Linked DNA regions of Canis lupus: region 1 is linked to region 2. Evidence: chromatin contacts called from public Hi-C data. All regions are on one chromosome and are shown on one strand. The core of a region is the stretch at or near the end of the contact, and the rest is flanking DNA. Distances in the headings are between cores, read along the strand shown. Region 1 holds the start of MPC1 (mitochondrial pyruvate carrier 1). Region 2 has its middle 9.1 kb from the start of SFT2D1.

The links. Hi-C and Micro-C count contacts between places; a contact is called where the count stands out from the background.
Region 1: a contact with region 2 is called in a Hi-C map of blood, with 2.0 times the contacts expected there. The contact joins the promoter of MPC1 here to the enhancer-like site in region 2. A contact is called at or near these places in 5 of 9 Hi-C or Micro-C datasets (amygdala, blood and liver).

The regions. Positions count from the first base shown.
Region 1 is chr1:54,941,328-54,947,149 of UU_Cfam_GSD_1.0, reverse strand. It overlaps MPC1 (mitochondrial pyruvate carrier 1), which reads left to right and starts at 1,728. Exons shown (of 5, transcript XM_038526524.1): 1 at 1,728-1,903. The coding sequence starts at 1,833.
Region 2 is chr1:54,908,202-54,913,736 of UU_Cfam_GSD_1.0, reverse strand. No RefSeq gene overlaps it. Among named protein-coding and RNA genes, the nearest start is that of SFT2D1, 9.1 kb to the right of the region's middle. Within about 2 kb of position 3,261, at least 13 of the 20 cell types and tissues checked have an H3K27ac peak or open chromatin away from gene starts, as enhancers often do. A contact at or near this core is called in blood and liver, where this site is marked.

The DNA.
Region 1 (5,822 bases), core at 479-2,978, 35 kb before region 2:
TGGATGGAGGGCCCTAGTGACAGATTACCTCATGGATATAGATTGGAAAATTCCAGATTGACTGGCTTAAAGTTCCGCTCCTGCCAAGTATGAAACCACCATTAAGTCTTGGTTTGCAGGACTGAAGGCAGGTAACTCCACCTTGAGCCTGTGGTTTTCAGCACTATTAATGATAATACTATTAATCATGAAGACCCCCTTGTTTTCTCTTTTTTTTAAGATTTTATTTATTTATTCATGAGAGACAGAGAGAGGGGCAGAGACACAGGCAGAGGGAGAAGCAGGCTCCACGCAGGGAGCCCGACGTGGGACTCGATCCTGGGTCTCCAGGATCACGCCCTAGGCTGTAGGCCGTGCTAAGCCACTGAGCCACGGAGGCTGCCCCCTTTTTTTTTTTTTTTTAAGATTTATTTATTTATTTACTCATGAGAGAGAGAGAGAGAGAGAGAGAGAGAGAGAAGCAGGCTCCATGCAGGGAGCCCGACCTGGGATCCCAGGTCTCTAGGATCAGGCCCTGGGCCAAAGGCAGCCGCAAAACCGCTGAGCCACCAAGGATGCCTAGCCCGCCCCCCCCCCCCTTGTTTTTTCTAAGCTCCTACCTGTACCATGAAGCACCAGGTTAACACAACCCACCTTCCCTGTGTTGCTATGGGATTGCAATGTCCCCTAGTCAGTCTTTCAAATGAGATCCAAGTCAGGTGTGACCCATGGAGGTCCTTAACAGAAAATGAATCTGATTCAAAGATTTGCTATTTTACTTCTCAAAGGCATTTTTATTTATTTTGGATAGATAGCCTATTTTCGTTGTACAAATGTCAACGGGAACAAATAAACCATACAGTGAAAAGGTTCGCTTCCCTCCACCCGTCTGCGCTTACTTAGCCTTTGGAGGCAGCCCCTGCTAACACTTCCCTTTTATCTTTGGAAACAAACTGATAGACTTTTCCTGTCCCTGTGCACAAACGAGTAGCACAGACGACTCTGCACCTTAATTTTTCTTTTTTTAAAGGCTTATTTATATTTGCAAGAGAACGCACGGACACGAGCCGCAAAGGCAGAGGGCGAGAATCTCCAGCAGGTCCAGCTGCGCAGCGAGCCCCCACCTTGGGCTGGACCTCAGGAGCCCCCATCGTGACCTGAGCGCACCTCCCGGTGTCAGAGGGTTAGCTGGCGGGGACACGCAGGGCCCCCTCCCCGCTCCGGTGCGATGCACGCGGCGCGATCTAACCCTGCCTGGGGCGGACGCGTTAGCGCCGTGCACCTGCGGCTACCCGAGCCGTGCACCTGCGGCTACCCCAGCAGGACGGGCCGGGTCGGGGCGTGTGCACGGCGCCCGTCGACCACCCAAGCCCCCCGGCCGCCCTCCCGGTGCGCACCGGGGGCACCGCGGGCCGCCCACGCCGGCACTGCGGGTGCGCTCGCGGCCCGGCCAAGGTGCCCTTGCGGGGACGCTCCCGCGCGCCCCGGCGGCCGCACGAGCCCAGCCGCCTGCCTGCCCGCCGAGCCCGGGACCGTCACCCGCGCCGGGAGACCGCCAGCCAATCCCCGCCGGGCCCCGGACGGTTTACGGCAGCGGGCCCCGCCCCCGAGCGCCGCAGAGGGGCGGGGAGGAGGTGTGCGGCTCGCGCCAGCCAATCCGCGCCGCCGCCTGCCCCCCCGCGTCCTCCCATAGGCCGAAGGCCGGCGCGGCCGTAAGGCGGAGCCGGCTGTCGTGAGGCGGGCCCGCGGGCGGGAGCGGTGTCCGCGCCGTCCGCTGCGCTGGGTGTCATTGGGCTCCGGGGAGCGGAGAGCGGAGGCGAGGGCGCGGGGGCGGCCTGGCGGCGGGCACGGCCATGGCGGGCGCGCTGGTGCGGAAGGCGGCGGACTATGTCCGGAGCAAGGACTTTCGGGACTACCTCATGAGGTGACGAGACCCCGGGCCGGACCGCCGGAACCACCGAGGGCTCCCAGAGGTCGCGGCCGTGCGCCCGGGGCGCGGAGCCACAAGGGCGCGGCGGGGGCGGCGGGGCGGCGGGGCGGCGGGGCAGAGGACGGCGGGGCGGGGGCCCCCGGGGCGGCGGGAGGACACTCGCCCCCGCGGGGCTTCCGGGCCGTGCGCCGCCAGGTGCGCGGGGTCGGGCGGGGCTCGCTGCACCTGCCCTGCCGCTGTGCGCCCAGCTGTGCGGCGGCGGGCCGGCGGCGGGCCTCGGAGGCGCCAGCGGGAGGCGCTGTGGGAGCGCAGGTGCGCCGCAGGTGCGCGGCAGGTGCGCGTCGCTGCCCCTCGCGCGGGCCCCCTCGCCTTTTGGGTGTCTCGTGCTGAGGACCTTCAGTCCCAGCGGGAAGGGAATCAAACCTCCCGTGTTTTTAACAAACGAGCATCCTGCCAACCAGAGTAGAGGCGTGCGTTCCTGAGGCCGCACCGTCCCCTGTTCCATCTCCCTTCCAGTTACAAACAAAAGAGCATCGGCGGGCGAAAGGCCTGAAGACACGCTACCTGTGTGTCCTCTTCACCTCGAATCTGGAGACGCCTGCTTGTATTTCAGAATGTTTTTTAGGATGACTTCGAAGCCGTTTTCCATAGTTTATTTAGGAGTATAATTTTTTTTCTTTAATTTTTCTGTGTTGCGGTTTTAAAGCCTAGTAGATAGGTGTAGGGCTGCGATTGTTGTTTTTTTTTTGTTTGTTTGTTTGTTTGGTTGGTTTTTTTCCTCCCCAGTAAAGTGGTAAAGAGGCAAAGTGATGACAGCTAAGGAGAAAATCAGTCCTTTAACCATCCAAAGGAAACTGCGTGAAGGCAACTGAATTTTTGCCAGTATAAAAAGGACTGACTTTTAAGGCTTGGACTTTGTTGCCAATACTGTTTACTTCTAATTTTACAGAGTAATATACCGTGAGAAATGTAATTCAGTCTCTCACGTGACAGAGTAAATTTGGAAAGAATCTTGGCTCCTGATTTTTTCCAAATAGGAAGTTTCTCGTACTTAACTAGGATTGTGATTAATCAAGTAGATGGTTTACTAATGTGGACTGACTTATCAGATTAATGTGTTGGGAAAATCTGAGCAAATAGTAATTTGAGGATCTGTTCTTAGTCCCTGCAGTTAAGTTTCTCTGGCTTTGAAGGTTACCTTTTTTTACTAATGTTTTCTGCTTTGGATAACAAGCCTTCCTAATCCTTAGATACAGCTAAGATAAAATTCTATAGAATAATTAAGAATAAAGCGATTACACTCATTCATATTTTTAAAAATACTGATGACTACCTAACGTTCATTATAGTGTTATATTATGTAATAATAGGAATTGCATTATGTAGTAATAGGAATAGTTTGTTAAGTGGATTTTCCAGGAAGAGAGCCTACTTCTCTATTTCTTATTTCTGTTTTTATTTTTACTATTATTTTACATTTCTTTTTTCTTTAGTAGATAGGTTTCTGAGAGGCAGGCTTTCCCATCAAATACTTTGACATACAGCTTAACCTTTGTTCCTAAGATGAGCATCCTATACTTTTTCCAGTGTTACTTTGAGTTAAGCTTTGACTAAATGGGGAAAAGAAGAGAATTGCAGTGTCCAGGAAGAGTGCTGCCCTGCTAGGGCATCAGCAGAAGAGGACTTCTAACCAAGGGATCCCAACACGTCCAACCCCAGTGGACCTTAGTTACTATGAGATGGGTTTAATGATCATGCCCTATCTGATCGGGTTCTTGAGAACATAAAACTGGATAAGGGATGTGAAAATACTCAGAAACTCCAAATCCACTGTACAACTTATATTCTGCCTTTTTTTTTTTTTTAAGCAGAAATGTTGTATACTGTCTGGAAAAAGTTAAAATCTTAAGAGTGTGAGGCATAAAAAGCTCTGTGATTTCTGTGATTTTTTTTTTTTTTTTTTGACCTGGAATTACTTTTGTGAACTGAGTCAATAGAGTGAGATGCCATTCTTGGAACGGTGGGATTTCCTGCCAGCACTGCCAGCTATGGAGGGCTGTTTGAGGGCTGGTATCCAAATTCTCACCAGAAAATCTTTATTTAAGCTTTTTCTCCTAGAAAGAGAAACCCTTCCTCCTAGAACTGATCAGAGGAAAGTTTTCCTTGTGTTCTTCCAAACTTCTTGCTCACAGCCTCTGCTGTGCTTTTCTTTCTCTTTCTTTCTTTCTTTCTTTCTTTCTTTCTTTCTTTCTTTCTTTCTTTCTTTCTTTCTTTCTTTCTTCTTTCTTTTAAGATTTTCATTTATTTATTCATGAGAGACACAGAGAGAGAGAGGCAGAGACATAGAGAAGCAGGCTCCTCGCAAGGAGACTGATGTGGGACCGATCCCTGGGCCCAGAATCACTACCTGAGCCACTCAGACATCCCACTGCTGTGCTTTTGCAAAGGAGAATAAAGCATAAGGAAGAAAACTTTAGTGGCTCCCTCTTCCGATCAGAAATGAGGTTCTGTACCTTCTCACCTCCTCAGGTAGAATAACTGTTCTACCTACTTTGCACTCCCTATTAACTGAAGATCTGGATTCTTTTTACAGCCTGTTGAAGGGATACAGAGATTTTTCTAAACTAATGCTATTCCAGAATTTTAAAAATCATTTAGTAACACTTGAGTGTGTTTCATACAGATATTTAAAGTTCTCTCAGTCACATTTTATGAGTAACATTGAAATGTCTTTCTTGCTAAAGTGGGCTTCCAAATGTATTCTTTTAAAAGATTTAATTTTCAAGTAATCTCTACACCCAATGTGCGGCTCCAACTCATAATCCTGGAGATCAAGAATAGCATGCTCTATGGACTGAGCTAGCCAGGCGCCCATCCGAGTATATTTTAAAATGTTGATTTTTTTCACTGAGAAACAGGAGTTAAGGAAATAGATTCTAACCATAAGTAGTGTGTAGACTTTGATTGGATCTAGCATGGAAGAAAACCACCATAAAGGCATTTCTAGGACAACCCGGGACATTTAAATTGGGTCTTAATATTAAATAATATTAAGTTATTACTCAAAATTTTTATTAGAACTGATTGATTTATAGTATTATTAAGACCAAATGATGAGTTAGAACCCTAGCCCTGGTGATTTGTAGCTGTGTGGTCCTGGGCAATTGCTTACATATTGTGCTTTGGTAGCTGTTGAACAGCATAGCATAGTGCTTGATGAAAGTAATATTGCATGTTTCTTCCCTGGGTTCTGGTACTCTCCTACTTGGCACCTTTCATCTCTCCTCTCACCAATTTCTTACCTTAATGAGGATCTTGAATCAAGGGATGCCTGGGTGGCTCAGCGTTTGAGCCTCTGCCTTTGGCTCAGGTGGTGATCCCGGGGTCCTGGGATCGAGTCCTGCATCGGGCTCCCTGCATGGAGCCTGCTTCTCCCTCTGCCTATGTCTTGGTCTCTCTCTCTCTCTCTCTCTCTCTCTCTGTCTCCCATGAATAAATAAAATCTTTTTTTTAAAAAAAGAGATCTTGAATCAAGAACTTTCTGGGTTTCTATTATCTTTTTTATTTATTATTACTATTTTTTCAGTAATCTCCACTCCCAGCATGGGGCTTGAACTCACAACCCTGAGATCAAGAGTCCTGTGCTTTACTAACTGACTGAGCCAAACAGGCACCCCTATATATTTTTTTAAATTATTTCCTCATATACCTTGTTGATGAAGTAAGATAAGAGAGCTTTCTTTGCTCTTGCTCTTTGTGTCCTCATTCCTTGTTCCCTTGCATTCCTCTGTCCTGAATTTTGGTTAAAAAGAATAAATGAAATGGAACAAATAATTTCTGAGGCATAGGACACATGCTTTAATGATTGCATCAGGAGCAGTCTGTACAGATTTATTCTACAGATTTACCCCCT
Region 2 (5,535 bases), core at 2,012-4,511:
TCCCAAACAAACGATGCTACAATCCCTCATTCACTGATGGAGCACATAACATGTAGCAGGTGCCATTCTAAGTTCCCCACCTGTATAATCTCATTTAATCCTTACAGCATCCCTTTGACATCTGTTCTAGTATGATTCTCAATTTATGGAGAAGAAAACAGGAAAACATGAAGTGAATTGGTCATGCTAAATGAGAGTCGGGATTCAAACACAGACAGTTGCCAATGTTGCGGTAAGCTGTTGCCAAGCTATCCCTAAAGTAACTTCCTGCTCATCAGCCAAATCAGCGTCAGGAAAGTGCGGGTTGCTGGTATAACTCCGAGCTCCTTGTCCTCAGCACCTGCCGCAGAACCTCCAGGTCCCCTCGCAAGTCCCCCAGACGGTGGATAAGTCTTTCTGGCTCTACCTCCGCACTGGCCTCTCTCCCCACCGCCCCCCTCAGTCACAAGGCTGACTCCTTTCACCTGTAATCTCGGATGAGCCACCTGCCTGCGGGTTGAGTCCCTCCTTGGGGCCTGCCAGAGGCAGCTCCTGGCCCATGATGGGGGTCGGGGGGCTACAAAGAGGAGGGCTGGGACCCTCCCCTCCATGTAGGTTGCCTCTGTAGGCTTGAACACTCTGATGTGACCATCTGTATGCCTGCGTCCATCTGCCCATCCTGCCCTGTCATGTCCCCCATGTGTTCGTCCTGTGTCCTACATGCAGATATCTGCTTTTTCTGTTTCCTGTGGAGCCCAGCTGGGCCAGGCAGGAAAGGCCTGACCTGTTTTTAAGGGAGATCCACGCAGGCGTGAAGGCCAGGGAGAGGCATCGCCTGCCTCCCACAGATCACCTGGGCATCATAGGACATGGGTTAGAGCAGAAGAGCCAGGCCACCGAGAGGCAAGGACGCTCTGGCTGCTAAGAGGGATGCGGCCTGGGCTCTGCAGAGAGAGTTGAGGTGGAGAAAGCAGCGGGAACTCAATACAGATTTTGAAAGTAAAGTCTGAAATTTGGCAGCAAATTCTTGCTTTTATACAAGAATCCACTTCCTGAATAAGACGGCCTTGCCTCTTCCTCTCTGTGAGCCTCCGTGGAGACGCTCACACCTGGGGCTCCTGCGAGCAGGAGGTGTATCTCCCACCTGGGGGTCCTGCGAGCAGGAGGCTCTCCCGCATAAGGCCACCCAGGGGCCCGAGACTCTGCATTCCCACAAGCGTCCAGGTGCGGCTGGTGCTGCCGTCGGGGACCACGACTTGAGTAGTAAGGGTCTGATGTGGGAGTTCGAGTCCACTGTATGCCATTATGTTTTTATTCATCTCTATTAAATCTTCCTACAAAAGATAATTTGCAAATTTCTCTAGGATGAGGTGGTATCTTTTTCTTCTCTGAATAAAGTATCAAGTTTACCCAGTAAACCACAGATTAATCCATAAATCCCCTAAAGGAAAGATGAAGTTATTTCCAACTAGACCATAACTTACTCGTGCTGATACACACTTTTCTTCTATAAATTGCGTCCTGACCATTAGCATCATCAGGAAAACATGTTTTATCCATTGTGCCACATTAAAGTCACATTTCCATCAACTAATCAGGATATTAGCAAATGGATCAGGAGAAGTAAATGATCAAAATGCAAAGTTTACTTTTGCTTTTAAGCATTCCATATCCAAAACCTGTTTATTTCTGGCTCACTAATTCCAAGCCTTGGTCATGGAAGGCTGACTTGTTTCCATCGGCTACCAAAGGAGTTTCACAAAGGCTTCACAGGACATTAGCACAGTGACTCGCAGCTCCACTTACAGCAGAGTTGTGACCACAGCACGGATTCCGTGGCTGACACCACCGGCTGTTGTCAGAAAGATAAAGCGAAGAGCAGTGTCCTGTTCTGAGGCTACTGGTTCCCTCTCCTCCCTTGTAGGAGGCAGGATCTGGGGAAGGCAGTTACTCTCATGAGAGGTCAAGGTGTAAAAACTTCCCTCTTGGAAAGACAGAATGCCTGATAGCCATTAAAAAGTCACCTTTGGGGACGTCTGGGTGGCTCAGCGGTTGAGTGTCTGCCTTCAGCTCAGGGCGTGATCCTGGGTCTGGGAATCGAGTCCCACATCAGGCTCCCTGCATGGAGCCTGCTTCTCCCTCTGCCCGTGTCTCTGCCGCTTCTGTGTCTCTCATGAATAAGTGAGTAAAATCTTAAAACGTCACCTTTGTGGTTTTTTTTAAAAAATAATAACACATATGGGCAAAATGTAGGAGCAGGATATTTTCTACAAAGAGCAGATCCTTGGGGAAATGTTCCACTCGCTCACCATTTGGTGATTTACATGGCTTAGGAAATGAGAACCTGAGTGTCAAGGCATCTCTGGACATCCTTGATGTGCAGTCAGCAACGACCCTGGATCTTTTTTCTCCGTAATGGGGTGATGTTCTAGGAACACCCACTGTACAGGAGATGCCTGGTTTAGTTGGGCCATTGGAATACTCACTGGCGTCCTGAAGGGAGAGCTACAGAACCAGGCAGTGACCCACATGAATCCAACCACCTTGATTATCTGAGACAGAGGGCAGCACTGGACCTCATCAGGCTGCTTCCTCGCCCTCTGCTCACAGCCTCTCCTTTCTGCAGACATCTCTTCTGCCCCCACTCTTCCTGGGGGGTTTCCTGGGCTCCACCCAGATGCCCTCTGAATTTCTATCTCCAGTCCATCCCTGCCCCACGCTCTGTGGCCGCCCTGGGAGCCCCTTCCTTTGCCCACTCCCCTGCACTCAATCGAGGCCCGTGGATCCCACTTCTGGTCAGCGGGCTGTTCCACACTCATGTGCACACCATACAGGTCTAAGGCCCTGCGCCCCTCCTCTGGTGAAGCACACAGACCCTAAGAGACCATGTGCACCCACGCCTGCCCCCTGAGACCCACTTGTCTGGCAGGAGTGAAAACTTTCCAACACGCAAATCTGCTCTGTCGCGTTCACATTCGCATTCAATGTGACAGATTCAGTGGTTTCCCATCTTTCAGAGGCGACAACCCCAGATCTTTAACATGCATGCTATGCGCTGGATGTTCATGTCCCTCCAAATCCGCCTGTCGATGTTGAAGCTCTAATTTTCAGCACGGATAGTATTTGGAGTGGGCCTGGTGGGGAGAGATCAGGTTAGATTAGGCCGCGAGAGTGGTTCCCTTATGATGGAATCCATGCTTTCCAGAGAGGGAGGCCTCTGAGCTTCCCTTCTCTGCAGCGCGAGGACCCGGGGCGGTGGCCGCCTGCAGGCCAGGACGTGGGCCTCGCCAAACGGCGGATCGGCCAGAGGATCCTGGCCTGCATCCCGGACTAAGGCCGGCGGACTGTGGGAGAGGAATTGCGCTAAGCTGCACGGTCGGTGGTATTTGTGGCTGTAGCCCCGACCCACCAGGTAACGGTCTGCGAGGCTTCCCGGGCCAGCCCCCCCACCCCCTCCCCGCTCCTCTCTCTTCTGGTGCTCGTCCAGCCAAACAGCTGGCACTCGCTGACACTCGCTTCCTGTTTCAGACACGCGGAGTTCCTTCCCCTCCTCCCGGAGGCCCCCACCACCCCGCCACCCCTCCGCCGCCGTCCCTCTGAGCGGGTCCCTCCTCCCGGGGTCCCTCCCCCCTGAGCGGGTCCCTCCTCCCGGGGTCCCTCCCCCCTGAGCGGGTCCCTCCTCCCGGAGCCCCTCCCCTACGAGCGGGTCCCTCCTCCCGGGGTCCCTCCCCCCTGAGCGGGTCCCTCCTCCCGGGGTCCCTTCTCACTGAGCGGGTCCCACCTCCCGGGGTCCCCCAGCCCCCCAGCGGGTCCCTCCTCCCGGAGCCTCTTCCCCCTGAGCGGGTCCCTCCTCCCGGGGTCCCTCCCCTCCTCCCGGGTCCCTCCTCCCGGGTCCCTCCTCCCGGGTCCCTCCCCTCCTCCCGGGTCCCTCCTCCCGGGGTCCCTCCCCTCCGAGCGGGTCCCTCCTCCCGGGGTCCCTCCCCCCTGAGCGAGTCCCTCCCCTCTGAGCGGGTCCCTCCTCCTGGAGCCTCTTCCCTCTGAGCGGGCCCCTCCTCCCGGGTCCCTCCTCCCGGAGTCCCTCCCCTCCTCCCGGGGTCCCTCCCCTCTGAGCGGGTCCCTCCTCCTGGAGCCTCTTCCCTCTGAGCGGGTCCCTCCTCCCGGGTCCCTCCTCCCGGAGTCCCTCCCCTCCTCCCGGGGTCCCTCCCCTCTGAGCGGGTCCCTCCTCCTGGAGCCTCTTCCCTCTGAGCGGGTCCCTCCTCCCGGAGTCCCTCCCCTACGAGCGGGCCCCTCCTCCCGGAGTCCCTCCCCTCCGAGCGGGTCCCTCCTCCCGGGGTCCCTCCCCTCCGAGCGGGTCCCTCCTCCCGGGTCCCTCCCCTACGAGCGGGTCCCTCCGAGCGGGTCCCTCCTCCCGGGGTCCCTCCCCTCTGAGCGGGCCCCTCCTCCCGGGTCCCTCCCCTACGAGCGGGTCCCTCCTCCCGGGGTCCCTCCCCCCTGAGCGAGTCCCTCCCCTCTGAGCGGGTCCCTCCTCCCGGAGCCTCTTCCCTCTGAGCGGGCCCCTCCTCCCGGGTCCCTCCTCCCGGGGTCCCTCCCCTCCGAGCGGGTCCCTCCTCCCGGAGCCTCTTCCCTCTGAGCGGGCCCCTCCTCCCGGGTCCCTCCTCCCGGAGTCCCTCCCCTCCTCCCGGGGTCCCTCCCCTCTGAGCGGGTCCCTCCTCCCGGAGCCTCTTCCCCCTGAGCGGGGTCCCTCCTCCCGGGGTCCCTCCCCTCTGAGGGGGGTCCCTCCTCCCGGAGGAGCCAGTCCCACTGTCCGTGCCCCTCCTGCGCGCTGTGAGCAGCAGAGCTCCGGGCACCGCTCTGGGAGGAAACCTGCAGGTCTTACAGAACCATGCTCACAAATACAACACACTCAGGGCTAATCCACCCTTTCTGGAGCAGTTTTAGATTTCCTGGAAAATGGGCAGAAAGCACAGTGTCGTGTGTTCTTGCCTCTCCCCGTCCTGTTTCCATACTGTTAACATTTCTTTGTACTTAGTTTGTGGCAATTGATGAGCCAACCCATACATGGTTACTAACCGAAGTTCACCTTCTCTACCAGGGTTCCTTCCTCGTGTTGTACATTCTATGGGTCTTGACAAAAGTACGATGACATGTCCCCCACGACAGTCACAGAACAGTTTCACTGCCCTGAAGGCCACTAGGGCGCCACCTGCTCATCCCTCTCCCCAGCCCCCCGCAGCCACCGGTCTTTTCACTGTCTCCGTACTTTTGCCTTTTCCAGAACGTCATAGATTTAGAATCACACAGCATGTAGCCTTAGGCTGGCTGCTTTCACTTAGGAATGTGCATTTAAGGTTCGTCCATGTCTTTTCATGGCTTGATAGTTTATCTCTTTCTAGGGCTGAGGAACATTCCGATGCCTGGCCGTACCACAGCCTGTTTACCCATTATAGTGGCTTCTTAAAGACTCTCCTCGTCTAGTCGGTTTCGTCACTGGGGAGGGACACTCATCCACGTCCCCATGCTGCCCTCCCCTCCAGGCAGCACAGCCACACAGGACAC